Regions from separate parts of the Mus musculus genome. Here region 2 is linked to region 1. A link is a contact called in public HiChIP or PLAC-seq data. All regions are on one chromosome and are shown on one strand. Each heading gives the region's core, a stretch centred on a gene start, on an enhancer-like site or on the middle of the called end of the contact. The rest is flanking DNA. Distances are from core to core; before and after follow the strand shown. Region 1 overlaps Prex1 (phosphatidylinositol-3,4,5-trisphosphate-dependent Rac exchange factor 1). Region 2 has its middle 9.5 kb from the start of Gm31117.

Region 1 (2,844 bases), core at 219-2,718:
CCTGGTGCCCTGCAGTAGTTTTCTCTGTGATGAGGGTGTTCTTTTCTAAGAGCTGTCCTTGAGCTCACATGCCTGGTGCCCCAGCTCCAGTTCCTGAATGACCCGCCCGTGCCACCACAGACAGTAAGTTAGATCTCAAGTGTCCCTCCACCCCCACCCCCACCCCCACCCCCACCCCCAAAGCCTGGGTCACCATCCTGGATGCTACCCAGAAGTGGCAGAACCGTTAGGAGGCATGGCCTGCGGAAAGGAAGCCAGCTCTCTGGAGAGATACTACTTCATGGATATTGGGGACGCAGCCCTGAGGTGAGCGGGTCTCATGGACCTGTTCCCACAGCCGTGGCGTACTGCCTTATCACAGGTGACTGGACCAACCCCAAGTCCGAGACCTCAAATACCATGAACTGACGTTCTCGGATGCTTTGTCACCACAACAGAAAGCCAACTGACATGCCCACCCAAAGAGCCTTTTAGTGCTTTTTTTTTTCCCCTTTTCCTTCTTCCTCTTCTATTTAAGATAGAATCCAATGTAGCCCAGGCTGGACTCAAATATGCTATGTAGATGAGGACGACTTTGAAAGCCTGCCTGATCCTCCTGCCTTTGCCTCCTTTGCCAGGATTACATTAAGCCCAGCTTCTGTGCTATTATTGTTTAGTAGTAGTAGTAGTAGTAGTAGTAGTAGTAGTAGTAGTAGTAGTAGTAGTTGTTGTTGTTGTTGTTGTTTTCCCCCTAAACACTGGGATTGCCTTTCTCACTTACTCTAGCTGCCTTCCTATCCACAGAGAGGTCAGAGGTCAAGAACATTCTTTGCAAAGCACGCTTGATGGTCTAACAAGCTATTTGCTAATGCCCACCTCTGCGGTTTACCTGTTGGTTATCATTTTACTGTGTCATTAGAAATGCAGCTGGAAAAAAATCTCCACAGCTTTACATCTTTCATATGCACTGTGTGTGCGCATGTGTGTGTGCACATGTATATGTGAGTGTGTGTGTGTGTGTGTGTGTGTGTGTGTGTGTGTGTGAGTGTGTGAGTGTGTACGTGTGTGCACCAATAAGTGCGCATGCAGAAGACAGATCAGGGCCTCTGGTATCTTCCCTCACTCTCCTCCACCTCGGTGCTCTGAGGCAGGGTCTCTCCTGAACCAGACACTCACCATTTCAGCTAGGCAGGCTGGCCAGCAAGCTCTTGGAATGTGCCTCCCTCTGGCCCCACCTCTAACCCTGTGTAGCTTCTCACATGAGTATAGGGGATTCAAACTCAGGGCCTCCCACTTTCAAAGCAAGCGCTCTTACCCATTGAGCATCTCCCCTGCGCACCCACGGGCTTTTTTTCTTCCCCCTTGAGAGATTCCCAAGGGAACTGAGCCAAGGGTGTTAAAGTCACCGCCAAGCTATTTTAACACTCTGCCGCTCTGCCTGTCCCCTGCCTGTCCCCTGCAGCCATGCCAGCCTGGTTTCACAGCTGCTGTGCACACTGTGGTATAAAGGACAGAAGGTTGACGTTGACACGCGCCTTCTCAGCAGAATGGCAGCCCCGCATCGTTCTCAGCCCACAAGATCTGCGGAGTCTGGAGCATACTGGCTGGGTACTGGGACACAGGCTTGCAAACCTGAGTCTGTTCATTTGAGGCCAGCCTGGGCTACCCCGAAAGACTCTCTCACGAAATAAAGGGATGGGGCACTGCAAGGAGGGGGTAGTTCAGTGGGTGAGCACTTCTCTAGACTGTTCAAAGACTTAGGACCTATCTTCTCCTCCTAGGGCAAGGGGACAAAAAAGCATTCTGGCCCAGATGAAAGTGAGAGTAGGTAGGGGAAACGCTACCCCATTACAGGAACGGGCATGGGATGGGGACACCTTAGCCCAGCCCCTCCCTCCCTGGCAAGCTGACTCCAGAGCCTACACTATCCCCCCTGTGGAATGATTTCACACCCGGGACCGGACAAAGATGCCTTTGTCACTTGCTGCGGGAGCCAGCGCTGCCGGAACATTCTGGGTTCTGTTCATTCAGATCTCCCTGTGTGGGGAGGGGAGGGCACAGCAGAACAGGATGCTTCCCACTGGGGCTGACCTCAGGCCCAGACGCCTCAGCAGACCTGGAGCGGGCTCCAAGCCCCTGCTGGTTTTGCTGGTTCGCTCCACAAACACTAGCTGTGAGCTCAGGCTGGGCCCAGCACTGGAAGCCTGGCTCCACACTTCATCCTCTGACCCAAGAATTCCCACCATTTGCAGATGCAAACACACAGCTGGTGTGAGCCTGGACAGGTTACAAACAAAACCTTTCTCTTACAACGAAGTGACTGGAGAACACCTTCCCACTTAGTTCCTGGGAAGGCCACTGTGCTCGAAGCACAGCACTTCAGACCTGTAACCACCGGTGCTCTTAGGAGATCGGTGGAAAGAGCTAGAACAGCAGGGGAAGAGGCAGTGTGACTGTGGTTTTTAAAGCAAGCAGGCGGGTGGCGAGAAGGCAAAGGAGAGGCAAGGGAAGAAGCCCCAGCTGAGAGAAGAAACAGTCCACCCAGCATCCAGCATCCGTCCCTTTATGGTCCCAATGCTCTGGGGTCTTCTTTCTAGGAACCACCCCTCCCCCCCACCTCCAATGGGTGCAGGGAAGTCCCGCCCCGAGTCTCAGTGAAGGATCAGACATGGGCACAGGGCCTGTGATAGCAAATCGGAGCCCACCCAGGACATGATGGACTCTCTTGTAACCCAGGCCTCTCTGTTCCTGGTTTTTGTTGCTGCTGCTGCTGCTGTTTATATGTTTGTTTGTTGCTTGCTTGTTTGTATGAGACAGGTTCTATGTAGCCCTGGCTATCCTGGAACTCACTATGTATACCAGGCT
Region 2 (2,844 bases), core at 253-2,752, 84 kb after region 1:
AAGCAGCTCTGGAGGGTGGTTCTTATCCTGCTAAGAACTTGAGCCCAAGGCTTGGAGAGAGATAGGTCAGCAGTTAAGAGCACTGGCTGCTCTTCCAGAGGTCCTGAGTTCAAGTCTCAGCAACTGCATGGTGGCTCTTGTACAACCATCTGTCATGGGATCTGACAGTGTACTCATATTAAAAAACAAAAACAAAATTTAGGCTCTAAATCTAATTAAGCCTCACAGTCAACGTGGGACCATAATGATAGCAATGCTGCTACAGCGCTGCTATGAATGGCAGCCATGAGGACTGGCCGCCTCCTTTGTGGCACATTTACTGAGCATTCACTGTGTGCTAATGGCTGTCGATGCAGTATGCATCAGCTGGTCCAACCCTACAGCCCATCTCGTGTGGGTAATGCCAGCGCCAACACCGACGAATTTAACGTCCTGAGGAGACTCTCTCCAGATTTGATCAGTAGCTCCCCGGGACTTACAGGAGACTGAGAGGAGACAGCTTTGGTGGAAGACCCCCCCCCCCAGTTTTGAGGGTTCTTAGTCAGTAGTAGAAGGAAGTGAGAGAAAGGGGGGATGTGGGTGTTTACCTCTTCTCACCCTGTTAAAAACCTGAGCTCAGGGCTGGAGAGATGACTCAGAGGTTAAGAGCTCTGCTGCTCTCCCAGAGGTCCTGAGTTCAATTCCCAACCCCCACGCCCCCGTGGTGGCTCACAACCATCTATAAGTGAAATCCTATAAGATCCAGTTCCAGCTGGGCGTGGTGGCCCACGCCTTTAATCCCAGCACTCGGGAGGCAGAGGCAGGTGGATTTCTGAGTTCGAGGCCAGCCTGGTCTACAGAGTGAGTTCCAGGACAGCCAGGGCTATACAGAGAAACCCTGTCTTGAAAAACAAACAAACAAAAAAAAAACCCCACAACAACAAGAACAAAAAAAGATCCAGTTCCCTCTTCTGGTGTGCAGATGAACGATGTACATGCAGACAAAACACCCACATACATACATACATACATACATAACTACATACAATCTTTTTTTTAAAGTGGGGGAATAGCTCAGCAGTTAAGAGCCCTGGCTATTCTTCTAGAGGACCCAGGTTCAATTCCCAGCAGCCATATGGCCACATGGCAGCTCACAACCCTCTGTAGCTCCAGTTCCAGGGGATCTGGCACCCTCACACACACATACGTGTGTAGTGAGAATTTGGTTTCTTTTTCTATTTTTTGGTTTTTTGAGACAGGGTTTCTCTGTGTAGCCCTAGCTGTCCTGGAATTCACTCTGTAGACCAGGCTGGCCTCGAACTCAGAAATCTGCCTGCCTCTGCCTCCCGAGTGCTGGGATTAAAGGCGTGTGCCACCACGCCCGGCAGAATTTTGGTTTCTTCAACAGAACAAAACAGAAATATGAATGTACTTTCATCTAAATCCCAGGTGTGGCGCTGCGGGGCTGCTTTGGACTGCCCACAGCCTCGTGCAGGGATGTGATTCTGCCAGCTGCTGATAGTTTCTGTGATTGTGTGACATTTGGGATTCTAGGGACTTTTCAGAGAGTATAAAAGTGCTCGAGCCTGGAGAGGCATAGCTGGTTTTTAGTTATTGTTGGTTGTTGCTGGTTGTTGTTGGTCATGGTTTGTTAAGTAGTCACGCGCAAAGAAGAAATTGGATATCCTGCTAGCAGAGATCAAAGTTACCCCAAGGAACTCAACACCCCTACTCAGCAGGAAGTAGTCTAATGACAATGTCACCCTTTTCTGATCCCTGACTCTATTCAGGGATCTTTCTTTTCCTCTCTATCCATTTTTCTCCCTTATCCAGTGTTAGGGGATTGAAAGAGTAGAAGAAAGAAAAACCTACAAAGTAGCCAAAGACAGCTGCATACATGCAGGCAAAACAAAACAAAACAAAACCAATGCATATAAAAATAAATACACCTTTAAAATGTTGCCTCTTCATGCACACATGTGTGTGCACTGCATGCATATGTGTCACGTATACATGTGTATATGTGTATGGGCATTATGCATCTGTGCATGTCCAGATATGAGCATATGTGTGTGTGTATAAGATCTTCAGTAGCTGATGTGTCACAGCTCTGACAGGACATTCATCCATGAATCCCCTCCCTTAGGCTCCTTAAAGTTCCAGTTTGCATCACAGGGCCCCAGGTTAGCTCTGCTTTGCAGCTTCTCTTGGTCCCATATCTCACCTCATCCTGTCCCCACCCCACCCCCGCCTCCCCACCTCAACCCAACCCCACCCCCGCCCCCTTCCTCCTCCACCCCCCCCCCCACCCACAGGGCAGCAGTTTCCTCCCACCACCTGGTTGTTGGCTGTTAATTGCCTCACTTCTGCCACCCATGGGGCATTCCCTGAATTACACTCTGTGGGGTTCTGTTTCTCTGATTGGATACCTGATCATTAACTAGAGTTTAGCTTCCTAGGACAAGGTGACCAATCAGAATAATGAACTCTTGGCAACATGTAGAACAGAGCAGCTAGCCATGGAAATGCATGTTTGACTGCCAGGGCTTCTGACTGCAAGTGACAGAAAAATAACACAATGCTGTAAGAAGCAAAAAAGAACTAGTGGGTGTTTTGTTGTTGCTGCTGTTGTTGTTTTTTAAAGTTAAAGGAAGGGCTGGGGTTAAAGTTCAAGGATGGGCCCCAGATCTTCTGTCAGGATATTTGCCTGCAGCTCTTTGCTCTGTGTGGACTTTATATTCTCTGTCTCTCTGTCTCTCTCTGTGTATGTTTATGTATGTGTGTGTGTATGTGTGTGTATGTATGTGTGTGTATGTGTGTGTATGTGTGTATGTATGTGTGTGTATGTGTGTACGTGTGTACATG

The links. HiChIP or PLAC-seq counts read pairs in DNA pulled down with a chosen protein or histone mark.
Region 2: a RAD21 HiChIP or PLAC-seq map of pro-B cells shows a contact between it and region 1, with 4 times the contacts expected there. The contact joins two enhancer-like sites. A contact is called at or near these places in 2 of 39 promoter capture datasets (the C10 cell line and embryonic stem cells), 3 of 15 datasets of contacts at CTCF or cohesin (CD8 T cells, large pre-B cells and pro-B cells), 24 of 484 Hi-C or Micro-C datasets (the C10 cell line, CD8 T cells, the G1E-ER4 cell line and 13 more), 14 of 115 datasets of contacts at active chromatin or transcription factors (the HPC-7 cell line, the SCID.adh cell line, bone marrow-derived macrophages and 7 more) and 4 of 9 other capture datasets (adipose tissue, embryonic stem cells, liver and 1 more).

Annotation. Positions count from the first base shown.
Region 1 is chr2:166,690,338-166,693,181 of GRCm38.p6, forward strand. The region is part of intron 1 of Prex1 (phosphatidylinositol-3,4,5-trisphosphate-dependent Rac exchange factor 1); the gene reads right to left. Among named protein-coding and RNA genes, the nearest start is that of Gm50596, 11 kb to the right of the region's middle. Within about 2 kb of position 1,469, at least 69 of the 459 cell types and tissues checked have an H3K27ac peak or open chromatin away from gene starts, as enhancers often do. A contact at or near this core is called in pro-B cells, where this site is marked.
Region 2 is chr2:166,774,114-166,776,957 of GRCm38.p6, forward strand. No RefSeq gene overlaps it. Among named protein-coding and RNA genes, the nearest start is that of Gm31117, 9.5 kb to the left of the region's middle. Within about 2 kb of position 1,503, at least 21 of the 459 cell types and tissues checked have an H3K27ac peak or open chromatin away from gene starts, as enhancers often do. A contact at or near this core is called in pro-B cells, where this site is marked.